Linked DNA regions of Rattus norvegicus: region 2 is linked to region 1. The links are chromatin contacts, called in public Hi-C maps. All regions are on one chromosome and are shown on one strand. Each heading gives the region's core, a stretch centred on a gene start, on an enhancer-like site or on the middle of the called end of the contact. The rest is flanking DNA. Distances are from core to core; before and after follow the strand shown. Region 1 holds the start of Cables2 (Cdk5 and Abl enzyme substrate 2). Region 2 holds the start of Mrgbp (MRG domain binding protein).

What was found. A called contact is a pair of places that touch in the nucleus more often than the background predicts.
Region 2: a contact with region 1 is called in a Hi-C map of Schwann cells, with 10 times the contacts expected there. The contact joins the promoter of Mrgbp here to the promoter of Cables2 in region 1. A contact is called at or near these places in 7 of 12 Hi-C or Micro-C datasets (the A7r5 cell line, Schwann cells, frontal cortex and 4 more).

What each region holds. Positions count from the first base shown.
Region 1 is chr3:187,736,621-187,743,247 of GRCr8, reverse strand. Cables2 (Cdk5 and Abl enzyme substrate 2) reads left to right here and starts at 3,368. Exons shown (of 11, transcript XM_008762589.3): 1 at 3,368-3,753. The coding sequence starts at 3,398. It overlaps Rbbp8nl (RBBP8 N-terminal like), which reads left to right. Exons shown (of 15, transcript XM_039106759.2): 14 at 207-369; 15 at 616-1,606. The coding sequence ends at 334.
Region 2 is chr3:188,070,482-188,077,108 of GRCr8, reverse strand. It overlaps Mrgbp (MRG domain binding protein), which reads right to left and starts at 2,354. Exons shown (of 5, transcript NM_001173739.1): 1 at 2,181-2,354; 2 at 1,642-1,763; 3 at 716-797; 4 at 332-406. The coding sequence starts at 2,328.

The sequences.
Region 1 (6,627 bases), core at 2,119-4,618:
AGAGATTCTGAGGTTAGGCTCTGTGTGAGGGGTGGCCCTTTGGTTGTACTCTTATGGTTCTCCTCCTGCGCTCCAGCCAACCACTACCGTGTTGGAAACAAGAGTGGCCAACGGACTTCACGGAGTTGAGCTTTCCTAAGCCTAGAAGTAGGAAGACAGAAAAACTGGCTACTGCCATGTCTACACTAACTTTTCCTCTCCCACAGCCCCCAAGAAGCCATCCCAAGGGAAGAGGAAACCAAAGGAACCCCTGACACCAGCAGATGGTCCCAGGAGCCCAAGGGACACGGAGGACTACAGCCTCTCCCCCATTAACAGCTGTCGGGAGTCCTAACTCTTCAGACTGAGGGACGCTGCATTTGCCCAGAGGTAGCTGTCACAGACTGTTGCCTGCACAAGTCAAGCCACACAACCTGAAGATAGCTCAGAACTCCGCCTATGTTCGGAGGGGCTGGTGAACCCGGTCTCCTCTCAGGTCTGGGGGGGGGGGAGGGGCAGCTCCTCCCATTTCCAAACTTGTAGGAAGGCGGGGCTACACCTGGAGGCAGGGCAGGAAATAGGGGAGTCCCAGCCAAGCTCTGCTTCATTTTCTGAGCAACGCCCCCACCTCCTGAGGTCCCAGATCCTGCAGACTTTTCCAGGCCAGGAAGGAAGCTTCAGTCATCGGTCGTGGGCGCCCCCTTGTGGAGTCTTGGTAAATGCAGCCTGCAAAGAGGAAGAAAAAGAAGGCCATGCGCAGAGTACCTGGTCAGATGTGAGAGGCCTCAGAGAAGACTGTGAATGCCAAAACATGCATCTGGCAGAGCTGAGGTCAGATGCACTGACCCATTTAGGCAGGTGATCCAGGATTAGCTGGATCCAAGGACAGGAAGACAGAGCAAAATTAGCCCCTATGTTCTGCAGACCCCCTGTTCACTGTTAACCTGGTGCTAGTGAAGCGGGTCTCTGAGCTTAAGATTCAGCCCTGGGTCACTGGATCCTGACGTTATTGAAGAAACTTAGGGGAATCCCTGTGTGTGTGAAATTTAAGAGTTGCCATTTCCAGGACAAAGACGAGCTCTACCTACAGAGCGCCCAGTCAGGGTCCAGTGTGGGGTATCAAGGAAGGAAGAAGTGGCCTCGGAGAGGTCAAGGAAGGTGGCACCTGAAGCCAAAATTTGGGCTTTGAGGGGTGAATAGAAGTGTGCCGAGCAGGCAAAGTTCCTAGCACGCTCTTATAAGCATCTAGATGCTCACCAAAAGGTCAGGGTGAAGGCCAAGGAGAACTCACTTGACCATAACTGAGTGAGAAAGGCCGGAGCTGGCCAAGCCAGGTAGAAAGAACTACAGCATCAAACTCCCAGAACTGGAGAGGCTGTCACTGGGGCTGGGTGAGGCCCAGGCTTGACGAGGTACCATTCTCCACTGAGCAGACCTCTCTACCCGCCACCTGAGAGGCCAGAAGGACTAAATTCCAAGGGACAGCCAGCCAGGGATGTATGTGTATATGCATGGGTGCATAGGTGCATGCATGAGAGTGTGTGTGTATGTGTGTGTTCAAACGGTTGCAAGTTTCTTGAGCTTTGAAATTGAATAAACACAAGCGGTAATGTTCTATTCACTCCGACTTCCTGGCCAGATTTGATCTGTGAGGGAACAAACCACAGCACCACATGCAAGAAGAGGCCAAGTCCTGCCTAAATGTTCCTCAAGCACCTCACAGGTCCCACAGTGCCTGCCAACATTGGGGTCTAGCTCTAGGGCTCTGTCCACACCTGTGGCACCCTGCTGGGAGTGGTCCTCCTTGCCATCCCTGTTTGACGGTGGCTTCTGTCAGCCGTGAGTTTGTTGTCCCTCCTGTACACATTAGCAGCAAGGACCAACACCACTATCTCTCAATTACCATCCCAAAGCAGCTTAGGCATACACCTAGTCCGTCATGCTGCCGGAGACCAAAACTCAGAAAGGTGAGTTGCACCCGTGGTCACTTGCAGACAGTGACTGCTAACAGCAGCCTGGGTGTGAAGGACACCACTCCGGGTCAGCAGATACCATGGCTCCCTGACAGAAATGACACTCTCTGGAAGTGCCCACAACTAAATGGACGAAGACCTGCATTCTACTAGACAGGAAGCCTGCCCATCCTGTCAGAGGCCAGCTTGGAACAGGCAGTGGAAGAGAGGGCAGAGCAGAGTTAAGGGTAAGCTTACTTGTGCAGGAATGAAAAGGAGACACCAAGGAGAGAAGGCAGAATCAGCCTGCCTGAGCCTTGAAAGCACAGAGGGAACTGGCAGTGTGGACCACCGATGGCTTCTCCTCCCAAGCAAAGAAGCCATTTCCTAGGGATCCCTGTCCTTCAACCAACTCCAGACCAGTACCCACTGCAGCAGTCACAGGATCAGAGCCGGCAGTGACCATACACAAGAAAGAACATCAGGGAGATGTTCCCTTGTGCATCCTCAATGATTCACCAAACACCAAGGTCCCACTTTATTTCTTTTTTTTTTTTTTTTTTTTTTTCGGAGCTGGGGACCGAACCCAGGGCCTTGCGCTTCCTAGGCAAGCGCTCTACCACTGAGCTAAATCCCCAACCCCAAGGTCCCACTTTAAAAACAAGAACTCCGCGTAGTTTGGGAGCTGGAAAGAGCAGATGGTGTTAGGATGAAGGCAGGCTTCACCAGACATATACACGGTAGAAAGCCAGAAGGGTTTGTATACTCAAGTCCTGGCTACCCTCCATGAAGAAAACTGAAATTCCAATATCATGAAGTCTCAAGACCATGTCCATGCTGCAACTGAGGCACCCAAGAAGATGCAAGCTGTCCTCAGAACATAGATGGGTGTCCTCCGCAGTCAGTGCCGGAAGCCAGGTGGCCCGGCTGGCACAGCCCGGAAGCTGTGGGCTTATGGATACCTGCCCGGAAGAACCTCAGCGCTGAAGAAACACCCTGGAGCAAGTGGCCACGCCTGGCCCGCACGAGTCCGCAGCTCATAATGAGCATTCACTGCTGGGTGCCCTGTACACTACGTACTGAACAGGAGAACAGGACATAGGTTCGGTGCACCTACCGATCTTGCCAAGTGTAGCGTCTCTTGGCCACGCCAAACCCACAACAAAGAGAGGACAAGCATCTCTAGGACCCAGAGGAGCGCCGGGGCGCGGCACACCTCGCTAGCCAATGGAAGGGCTCAAAGGGGGCTCATTTGCATGCTGGCGCGCCGCGGCCAATGAACAGGAACCTCTGAATTATATTTGCATATGGGCGGGCCGCGGCCAATGGGCAGAGACCCCGGAACTATATTTGCATATAGACGCGCCGCAGCCAATGGGCGGTAGTGACGGGGTTTCATTTGCATGCAGGCGCGCCGCGGCCAATGGGCAGCTGCGCGGCGGCGCGGCGCGGCGGCGCACTCGAGCATGGCCGCGGCCGCGGCGGGAGGAGCCCCGGGTCCGGCCCCCGGCCCCGCCAGGCCCGCGCCGGCCGCCCGGAACCCGCCGGCCGTGCCGCGAAGGCGCGGGGACTCCCGGCGCCGCCAGGCCGCCCTCTTCTTTCTCAACAACATCTCCCTAGATGGACGGCCACCGAGCCTGGGTCCGGGAGGCGAGAAGCCACTGCCTCCGCCGCCACCGCCCACCGAGGCCCGCGAGGCTCCAGCGCCTCCGCCAGCTCCACCCGGAGGCCTCCCGGGGTTGCCAGCCAGGCCCGCGCCCCAGGGCCTGCTCAGCCCCACGACGGCGCCCGCCAGCCTCGGCCTGGACGGGCAGCGCCAAAGGTGAGTGGGCTGGGTAGGGGCGGCTGCACTCTTGGGTCGGAGTGGCCTAGAGGCCTAACCAGCACGCTGGCTGTATGACCTATGGCCTTGGCAGCCCGGAGCACGGGTGGTGGTGAGCCAGGTCCCTCCTCCCAGCTCACAGGGTAGTTGACCTGTGGGTTTGGGTAAGCAACAAGCTCGGCAGACCTGGACATGGTTGGGATGAGGTGGGTCTATTCACCCCACAGAGAGGTGTGGTCACCTGGGACCCACCAGCTAGCTGTCAGAGATCTGGGTGAACCGGAGTGGTCAGCCCAGGACATAGGGTCAAGATGACCAGCCCAAGATCAAGGTGTTGGGTGACTAAGAAAGGGGGTTCTTAAGCCCAAGTGCAGGAGCCAGGGTCCAAGGGTCCTTTATTCTAGTACTTGAGGGCCCATCACCACAGCCTGCAAGAGTCAAGAGTGACTTATAGTCCCGTCTGCCCTTGACTGGGGCTGAGGTGATGTGGTAGCATCAGTCCAGAATACAGGGGACAAATTTGGGATTAATGGAAGCTGGTCAGCCTCCACATGTAGGGAATAGTTTCATTAAAGCTGTCAGCTCCTGGATATGGGGTCAGTTCTTCATCTTGAGAGTACCCTGAACATGGATTTCGGAGTTGCCTCAGCCTAACTGACTCTGGACGCATCCCTCCCCTGGCCACTCCTTTAGTACTGTAAACACCAGGACTCACACACTTTTTACCTGCTGTGTGGCCAAGTCAGTGTGTATGCCAGTCTCTTACCCACGAGGTCTCATTCATCTCTTCTCAGCCTTTTACACCTGACCAGTCCTCCCTCCCCACTGTCCCACACCTGCTGGACTCAGGCCTGCAACATGGACATGTTCTTCCTCCCCTGCCTGGATCAATTCTAGGATCCCTCAGCCTAGCCAGGGCAGCTCTTATTCCTAACCACTCCCCCCACCCCCAGGCTATCCCCACTTCCCAGAAGACTCTAGCTTCGAGGCTCCGTGTTGGTCTCAGCCCCCTCTTGCGTTCTCTGCCTTCACCTGAAGAGTGACAATGGGGGCTAGGTCTGGATACTGTAGTCCTTTCCAGGCAGGCCCCACCGCTATACATCCGAGCTCCTGCCGGGTGGCTCCCAAGTGTGGTGGGAAAAGCTGCCTGACATCTGACTGAACCTGCATCACATGTCTGTGGACGGAAGGGCCTCAACTTTCTGTGGTCACCACCTTAGCCTACAGGAAGGGCCAGGTCATACTTCTCCACAGGACATAGAGGGATCCACTGGGGACAAGGGGTCATTTGTCCCAGAGTGTTAGCTGGACCCTTTGTGAAAGGCAGGCTGAAATGTTTGTGGGTGAGGCTCCCTTTGGTACCGGCCGCCCTAGCTCTTTGAGCCAGCCATCCTAGCCCTCCCTCCTAGTTCTGCCCCACTTCATTCTGATCCCTGTGCTGCTGACCACAGGACAGCTGCCTGTGGCACACATCTTCTGGGGCTCTGCTTCTGAGCTCCTGACACTGCTGCCCAGCTGTTGGGAGTTGATACCCTCTGTGGTCACGGGCCCTCAGCAGGAAGAGCCGGTGGGTAGGAGAGCCTCCGGAGGGCTGTGTCACAGTGAGTGCAGACCAGCCTTCCTCCATCCAGTAGCCCCGTGACCTTGAGCAGCTAGTAGGTCCCTTACAGCCTTAGTCTCCCGCCCTGTAGAATAGGCTGACAAGAAGCTCTTTCTCCTTGAGGACTCAGTAACAAGAGCCAGAGTCACTGCTGGTTTCCTACGCGGCTTTCAGGCTGTTTGTCGTCTTTTTACTGCATGCCTGGCATAGGCTCATCTTTAGGATCTATGGTCAGGTTCAAAGTGTGTATTCCAGTTACTTGCACATTGCTGCCTTCTGCTCAGAAAACCAGTGTGGGCACCTCCAAAGCCATGGTGACAAAGGACTCAGACCCGGTAGCTCTCGGCGGCAGCACTCCCCTCCACCCCCACCCCCACCCCCCACCCCCAGCCCTGGATGCCAATCACTGAAGGTCAGGCTGTAACCTGGGGATGCTTCTGACCATGCTACAGCCTTACAAGCCTTGCACGCTGCTGGCTTATGCTGTGTTGATCCCTCTCCTTGTCTCCACATTGTTGTTGTCTCCTCCCTGCGTGTTGTCCTCTTTCATCCCTTCCTAGACTGCAGCTAAGTAAGGCCCCTAACAAGGGCTCTTGATGGATCTTTTTGGGGAACTATTTCAACAGCCCTGCTTAATACTCGCCAGAGAAATGAAGGAGAAGGGAAAGTCCCCACAGGCAAATGACTTTGCAAATTGCAGTCAACTGCACCACCCTCAGGAGCTGGGCATAGCCTAGAGGCAGGAGGCTTTGCTCTGCTTTGATCTGGAAGAGGGAGGGGCCTAGGCCAGCCCTAAGTAGCACCTAAGCCACTTAGAGAAGCTATTTAGCCACTTGGCACCCTGATATTAGTCTCTGCCCAGAATCCACTCACCAGGGGCTGAAAAGCACTGGAGTAGTCAGTTCTCTAGGACAGCCCAGTTGCTGACCCTGCCTCTGAGGCCCCACTCTTCCTCTGTGAAGCTGGGGCCACACAAATGCTGTTGTGGCTGTGTTTCCTTAGCAGGCAGGCGCTCCAGATCTCTGTGCATGCTGCCCAGGATGGGCTCCGCACTGCAGCTTCTCTGCAACCTGTCATGTGGCAGGTGGTTCCTGGGTCTGCCCAGGCCTGCACAACCAGTCCCCTCTTCCTAGGTCCCTAATGGGCACAGAATCGAAGCCACAGGGAAGTGGTCCCATCTCCCAAGTCACCAAGTAAGGAAGCCTGTCACATACCAGATGCTGTTTTTAAGTCTATAGTTAGGTTTCAGGTCAGTACTGAAGAGGTTGTAGACC
Region 2 (6,627 bases), core at 1,105-3,604, 330 kb before region 1:
TTTCCTCTTCAGCTAGAGAAACCAGGCGTTCGGACCCAGTATGTTCCCCGGGTAAGTGCCCTGTACAGCTGGGCTCGAAGAGAAACCGAGTCTCTCAGGGGGTCTCCTGTCTAAGCCCACCCAATGCCCCCAGCCTTGGCCTCGGCCCCTTCCTCATGGCTCTCAGAGGCCCCCAGCCTTGGCCTCGGCCCCTTCCTCATGGCTCTCAGAGGCCCTCCCACACTGAGTTCATCTGAAAGGGATGCTTCGCTCCTGACTCTCAGCTTCCTGACCTCACTCTGCCTGAGGCTGGCCCGTGGTGGTGACGGCTCCAGAAGGCACTTCCACTCACCGTCATCAGCCCCACTGTGGGGGTCCACATCCTCCTTCATCTCCTCCTTCATTTCTTCTTCAATGACCACTTTTCCTGTGGAGGAGACAGCTGCCGTTCACTGGAAACCCACGGTGGTGGCCAGCGCTGGGGGACGGTCTGGCCAGGACTGCTTCCGACTCTCGCTGCCCACACAGGCCTCGGCGTCCATCGTAAGACGGCATCCATCAGGAGACTGCCTTTGAGCACCGCTCGCCCCAGCCCTCGGCTCCCCAAACCTCCCAGGCGCCACTGGAGGCGTGGTCTGAGCAGGGTCCTTACACCTCCCTGGAGGCCCCAGACCTCCCCACCTTTGGCCTGGTGAGGCTTTTTTTATTCCCAGCCCTGGTGGTGGCTGAGTCTCACCTTCTCGGACTTCCTGAATGATCTCATCGGGAAGGACAAAGTTCCTCTCTGGATTTGGGAATGGCAGAATCTCAGACTCGTGCTGCCGGCACAAAGCGTTTTGTATTTTCAAGAAACAGAAAACAGGGTCTCCGCTCACTAAGCTGTACGGAGGAGCAGGCTGGAGGCTGCGAGCTGGTGGGGCTCCTTGCTCCAGCTTGCAGAGTCCACCTCAGCTGGGCTTCTCAGATGACTAGGGAGGGCCAGGCTAGCACCAGCCAAACCAAACCAGAGGAGAGGACCAGGTTCATGCCACCGAGAGAGCCCTGGAGTCATAGCAGCTCCCCTGATGTGCTCACAAGGACCTGACCTGTTCACCATTGTAACACTCCCACCAGGACAATGTATCCAGGGGCGCCATGACCAACCACAGGCCCCTACAGCCCCACCCATCCTGGTTACGTAGTCTCACTGCCTGCCAGACACTGCAGACAAACCTGACTAGCAAGGTTACTAGTTACCTACACACGAGTCAGACACTGCCAGCTCTCCAAACCAGTTACCTAGCTACCCTCTCTGCTCTCAGAAGAGGAACAGTCTAGCTCCCACAGTATACAGATTCTCAAAGGACCCCAATACCGACACTGCACCCTATTACTGCCTTTTACGGTGGCTGAGGCTTCTCTATCATCTCAGCGCCCAACTATCTCCTTGACACTTTGTGCCACCAATCTAAAGTAGGTGTCCTGAGAAAGTGGTTAGTGAATCCCTAGTTTGTGCTTTTCAAGGCAGGATTGAGGAAGGAGCCTCATCTTTTGAGATCTTTGCATACCAAACCCCAAGTGAGAAGAGGGCTCTGTCCTGTACCACAGAGGACTCTGGGAAGGCAGCATCCGGGACTTGACTCCACCTTCAGCCCCCAAATGAGTGGGCCAGGGTCCACTCACCAGTGCCTGCATGTCGTACATAGTGCTCAAATGGTCCCAGATCACCTTGGATGGAACCTGGCGCCCAATATTCTGGCTGAACTTGTCTCGGATACAAATCATGTGGAAGTGTCGATTCACCCCTGAGAGGCAGGACAGTGGGTTGAGGGTTAGGATAGCACCTCTGTGCAGAGGACATGGGTGTAGGAGGGGCAGGAGTGTGCAAACCACAGGTGCAAGTGTTGCAGGAGTCAAGTGTCAAAGGGGACGAAGGGTGCCACAAGGCAGGTGGTTAGGGTGTATAGTAGGCGGGTCCTGGGCAGAGGGGCTGCAGAGGCGGGGAGAATGGAGGCGTTCCCTGGGGTAGGACTGTCTCAAGGGCAGGGAAGTCAGGAGTGTCCCCTGGGAGAGGGCTTCTCGGGAAGGAAAGTCATGGTCTCTTGGACTAACAGGGCACCCCAGAGTGGGAGGTCCCGCCCGTGCGGGGTCGCAGGCTCCGCCAGCCCGCCCGACGGTTTATCCCGCCCCACCCCCACGCCGGTGCGCGGCGCGGCGCTCACCGACAGGCTTGTGGCCCAGCATGGCGTGGAAGAGGCACACTTCCACTTCAGGGCTCCACACCACCGTCTCCTCAGCAGGGCTCGGGGCTGCCTCGCCTGGGCCCTTATCGCCTGGGGCGCCCGTGCCGCCTACCTCGGCCTCCCCCATGGCCGCCGGCGAGCGACGAGCGCCCGGCGCGAGAAAGGCTACTACAGGCTCCGCGCAGGCGCACTTGGTGTGGAGGGCGCGCACTCGCAGGGCTCGGGAACGCCGCGTGCCCGGGTCCGCGCAGGCGCAACGAAGGCTGGCTTCCGGTGCAGCAGCGACTCCTGGTGGTTGGCCCTTTTACTGCCTACGACTCTGTCCCGAGAGGAGCAGGAACAAACCTCATGCTTTAAAAATGCACCAGCTGGGCCTTCAGAGAGGGAGAGGCGAGCGGATCTCTCTGAGTTCTGAGTCAGCCAATTCGGCATAGCATGACACACACGGCCCAAAAAAAATCTGGGCTTCACCTGAGTAGATAACTTGGAAAAGACTCAGGCTGCACAGCTAGAAGTGTGTCTCCCTTTGCCAGTGATAAATTGTGCAGTATGTAAATTACACATCACGAAAACTGTTTAAGAAAAAATAGCTAAAAAACAACAAACAAACAAACAAAAAACCCAGGGGCTAGTGAGATGGTCCGTCCATAGAGATTCTTGTGCACAGACTTGGTAACTGGAGCTCCACCCCTGGATCCTAGAGGGGGCAGGAGAGAAGCAATTCTTAAGAGTTCTACTCTAGGGCTGGAGAGATGGCTTGGCAGAATGATAACTGCTCTTTCAGAGGTCCTGAGTTCAATTCCCCGCAACCACATGGTGGCTCACGACCATCTAGACCATCTATAATGGAATCTGATGCCCTCTTCTGGTGTGTCTGAAGATAGCTACAGTGTATTCATATAAATAAGTTTTTTTTTAAGTTGTATCTAACCTTTATATGTATACCATGGTATACTCACACTTTTGCACGCATGCGCGCGCGCGCGCGCACGCACGCGCACACACACACACACACACACACACACACACACCATAATTAAAGACTTTAAAACCCAACAACCACATTTAGTAGCCCTGGCCTGGGTGCAAATGACAGTTTCAGAATTAAGTGCTTCATTGGCATCAAAAGACAGAAACCTGGGCCCTGTTGGCCTTACCACCCCCATCTTGTCCCTACAGTGGAGGCTGTCAGAATTTCAGGCAGGTGTTAGTATCTCTACATGGGATTGGGTAGGGTCAAGTGCTAGGCACAGCAGCCTTAAGAACATGGTCCCTACTGGTCTGAGTCACCCCAGTCAGCTGTACCATGACCCCTACCCTGCCACCCATCCAAGCTTTTTTACTCACCTGACCCTCAGCCACGGGCAGGCATCAGAATCCCTTTCCTGACTGATGTCTCTCAGCTGTGTGACTAAGATGTCAAGAACCTTTGTAAGACCACGTTCTTCTCTGTGCTATGGGGCCACTGTAGCTCTGAACTCTGGGGTATTGATAAGAGCCATCTGCTGGCTACCGCAAGCTTTGAATCCAGTCCTGGCCCTCCACTTGCCCCTCACTCAGGCCTGCAACCAGATAATGCTCACAACAGGGGACTGTGGAGGGTTTCCCTTGTGTAACCCTCAGCCTCATCCATTCTAGCCAGTTCTCTCTGTTCTGTGTGACCTCTGTACACGGCAGTTTGCAAACATCTGTCCGTCATTTCAGAGATCTCTTGGGAACGTGTGGCTGGCAATCAGACTTGATCCCTATGGACAGGTTAGATGGTATAGGAGAGAAGAATGGCTTCATTCTTTCCACGAAGCCACAGCCCGTTTCTCTGCCAGGTAATAGGAAGTGTCTGAGCACGGAGGTCAGGAGCTAAGACTCTGCTCACTATCTCATGCCAACTGTAGCATGACACTGTTCATTTTCACGAGCATGTAGGCTCTACAGTCCAAACCCACGAATTAAGAGGAAGCTGTGCTTGTTCATTTTGTAGCTCTCCTGCGACTGTCGCTCTCTAACAAGGAGCTGTAGAGAAACCACTGGCCCATGATCATGTGTGTGCTCCTGCAGCTTCAAACTGAATTCACACCTGCTGGGAGCTGAGAGATTCCTTCAAACCTGACAGAAGGGTTTCTTTGGCCTGGGGCAGGTGTCTGTGAGGCACACCACCAACTTGTTGTAGAAGTCGCTGGTGACGTTTACTCAGATCTGTCTTCTCTGTGAGGTCTTCAGGTTGGTTCCAGGCGGCCAGGATAGGATTGGCTTCGCAGCAAGGTTTCCTACTTCCCAGATACAAAGTGGACAGTGATATCCAGTAGCCAACTGGTCAACTCTTTCCTCATTTGCTGGGACTTCTGCTGCATGAGTCTTTTATACAAGATGGATACGAGTGCTAGGATTCTTGATCCCAGGGTGAAGAGTTCAGACTGGGCCCCAGTGAAAAGTAAAGGCTCTAGAAAGGCTGTCCCTCATTTAACGGATACACAAGCCTTATCGTTTACTTTGGCCAGTATGAACTATTCCCCAGACATTCTCAACCAACTGATATTTCTTTTTATTTACTCAGTTGCTTATTCAGGGTCTTATGTATCCCAGGTTGGCCTCAAACTCACTCTGTAGCCAAAGATTACCTTGAACTCCCATCCCCAGTCCTCCACCTCCTAAGTGCTTGGATAACAGGTATCTGCTAGTACATATGCTGGGGACTGAACCCAGGACTTCATACATGCTAGGGAAGAGCCCTACCAACTGAGGTGCGTCTCCGGCCTCCTAAACAGTATTGCTTGTCTGAGGACCTGATGTCTCGGGAAGGAGATGGTCACTACTAACTAGAAGGAGCCCATTCCCACTCCGGAAGGAACATTTAGCTCTTGGTCACAAGAACTGGATCCAATGGGAGGCGTATTTGTAAAGGCTCTGGTTAGGTGCCATCCTGAGACCTTTGGTCACATTGTCTCTTTGCAGACTGCATCTCTGAAGTGGTGAAATTTCCCACAGTGTGACTGGCCCCACGTTGCTCCCTTAGCACGTGTGGGAGACCGAGGGCTCTGGACAACAAGTTCTGCTTTGGAGTCAGTCAGCCTGCTGTGGATCCTGTTCAACTGTGTTCACCCGATGGGAACAGGCCATCCTCCGGACAACATCCGAACACCGAGAACAGCTCTGCTGTCTTCTCCTGTGGGCTGTGGAGCATTAGAAACTGGGAGCCTAGAACTAAGCAGCTGTCAGGCAGGACCCTTGGGTTTCCAATTCAGGTACAGTATTTCCCTACAAGGATTGCGGCTAGGTTGGACACCCATGCCCTGACTAACATAGCTTAGCTCCACCCCCTCTGCCTTCCTGTTTATGGTAAGTTGGTGTGATTAAGGACCTAGGTGATTATCTCCATTTTCCTTAAGGCTGCTTGTTGTCTTCTAAAGTTATGGGCTTCGCTGGACCTACAAAGGCCTCCGGGTGAGGACCTGCTGCAGCCAGGCTGCTAAGTCTTGCCTGTAGGGGGCAGTGCTCACCAACTCTTCGGATGCAAACCTGCACTCAGCTGTGAAATCCACACCAGCAAGACCCGAGGGAAGACGCACTCCTGAGCCACTTCGGGGTTTTCACAGGAGCCAGCTCTTCAGAAGGGGCCTAGGAAGGATTGCTGTGATACCCAGAAGGCACGTGTTTCTGGGCTCTGGCTCGGTGTGTTTATTTTAGAGGATCAGATTCCAGGATCACCCTGAGACATACTACCCCAGGGCAGTATTGTTCTTAAAGGTCATGTGGGGTGGAGCTGGGGCTCAGCTGAAGCTCACCATCTTCGCTTTTTTAGTTTTGGGAAAGACGAGATTCACGAGCCACACCTGACTGGCAGGACCTTTGTCCAGCTGGTGAGCAGTGACTCGGAGATCTGAGAAACTCCGCCCAGCTGAGGGATGAGGGAGAGTCTCTTTGCTCACAAGCCAGTGGTGGCATCTGTCAATGAGTATTGTGTCACCAAACTTTTCAAGAAACCTTAAAAGTGATGCCCCTACTTGCCTCTGGAGGATGGGGGAACCGAGGCACGGGAATGTTGGGTATCTGCTATTCTGGGTGAGGGAGGCAGGTTTCACAATGGGACCCAGAACATCAGCTGTTCCTTGCTCTGGAAGTGGTGAGCCCGGAATTGTCCTCTACACTTTCTGACTGGATGACTCCCCTTTTCTCTGTCCCCAGGAAGTTCTGCTTTCCTGTGGATAGAGAGGTTTAGAATGGCCAAGGCAATGGGAGTGGGATTGAGGTTAGCAGTCTTCCCTGGAAGGAGCCTGCATAGGAAGATGTTCTGGCTGGGATGGAGCTGGTAGCTTGGCATTTGACTCTCAGACAGTGTGTGGGCAGCTGCTCCTGGACTCAGGCCCTTCCTCTTGGCTTCTCAGGGTCTCTGTCTCTTGGCCTCTCGTCGTCTGTTTCTTGATCTTAGAGT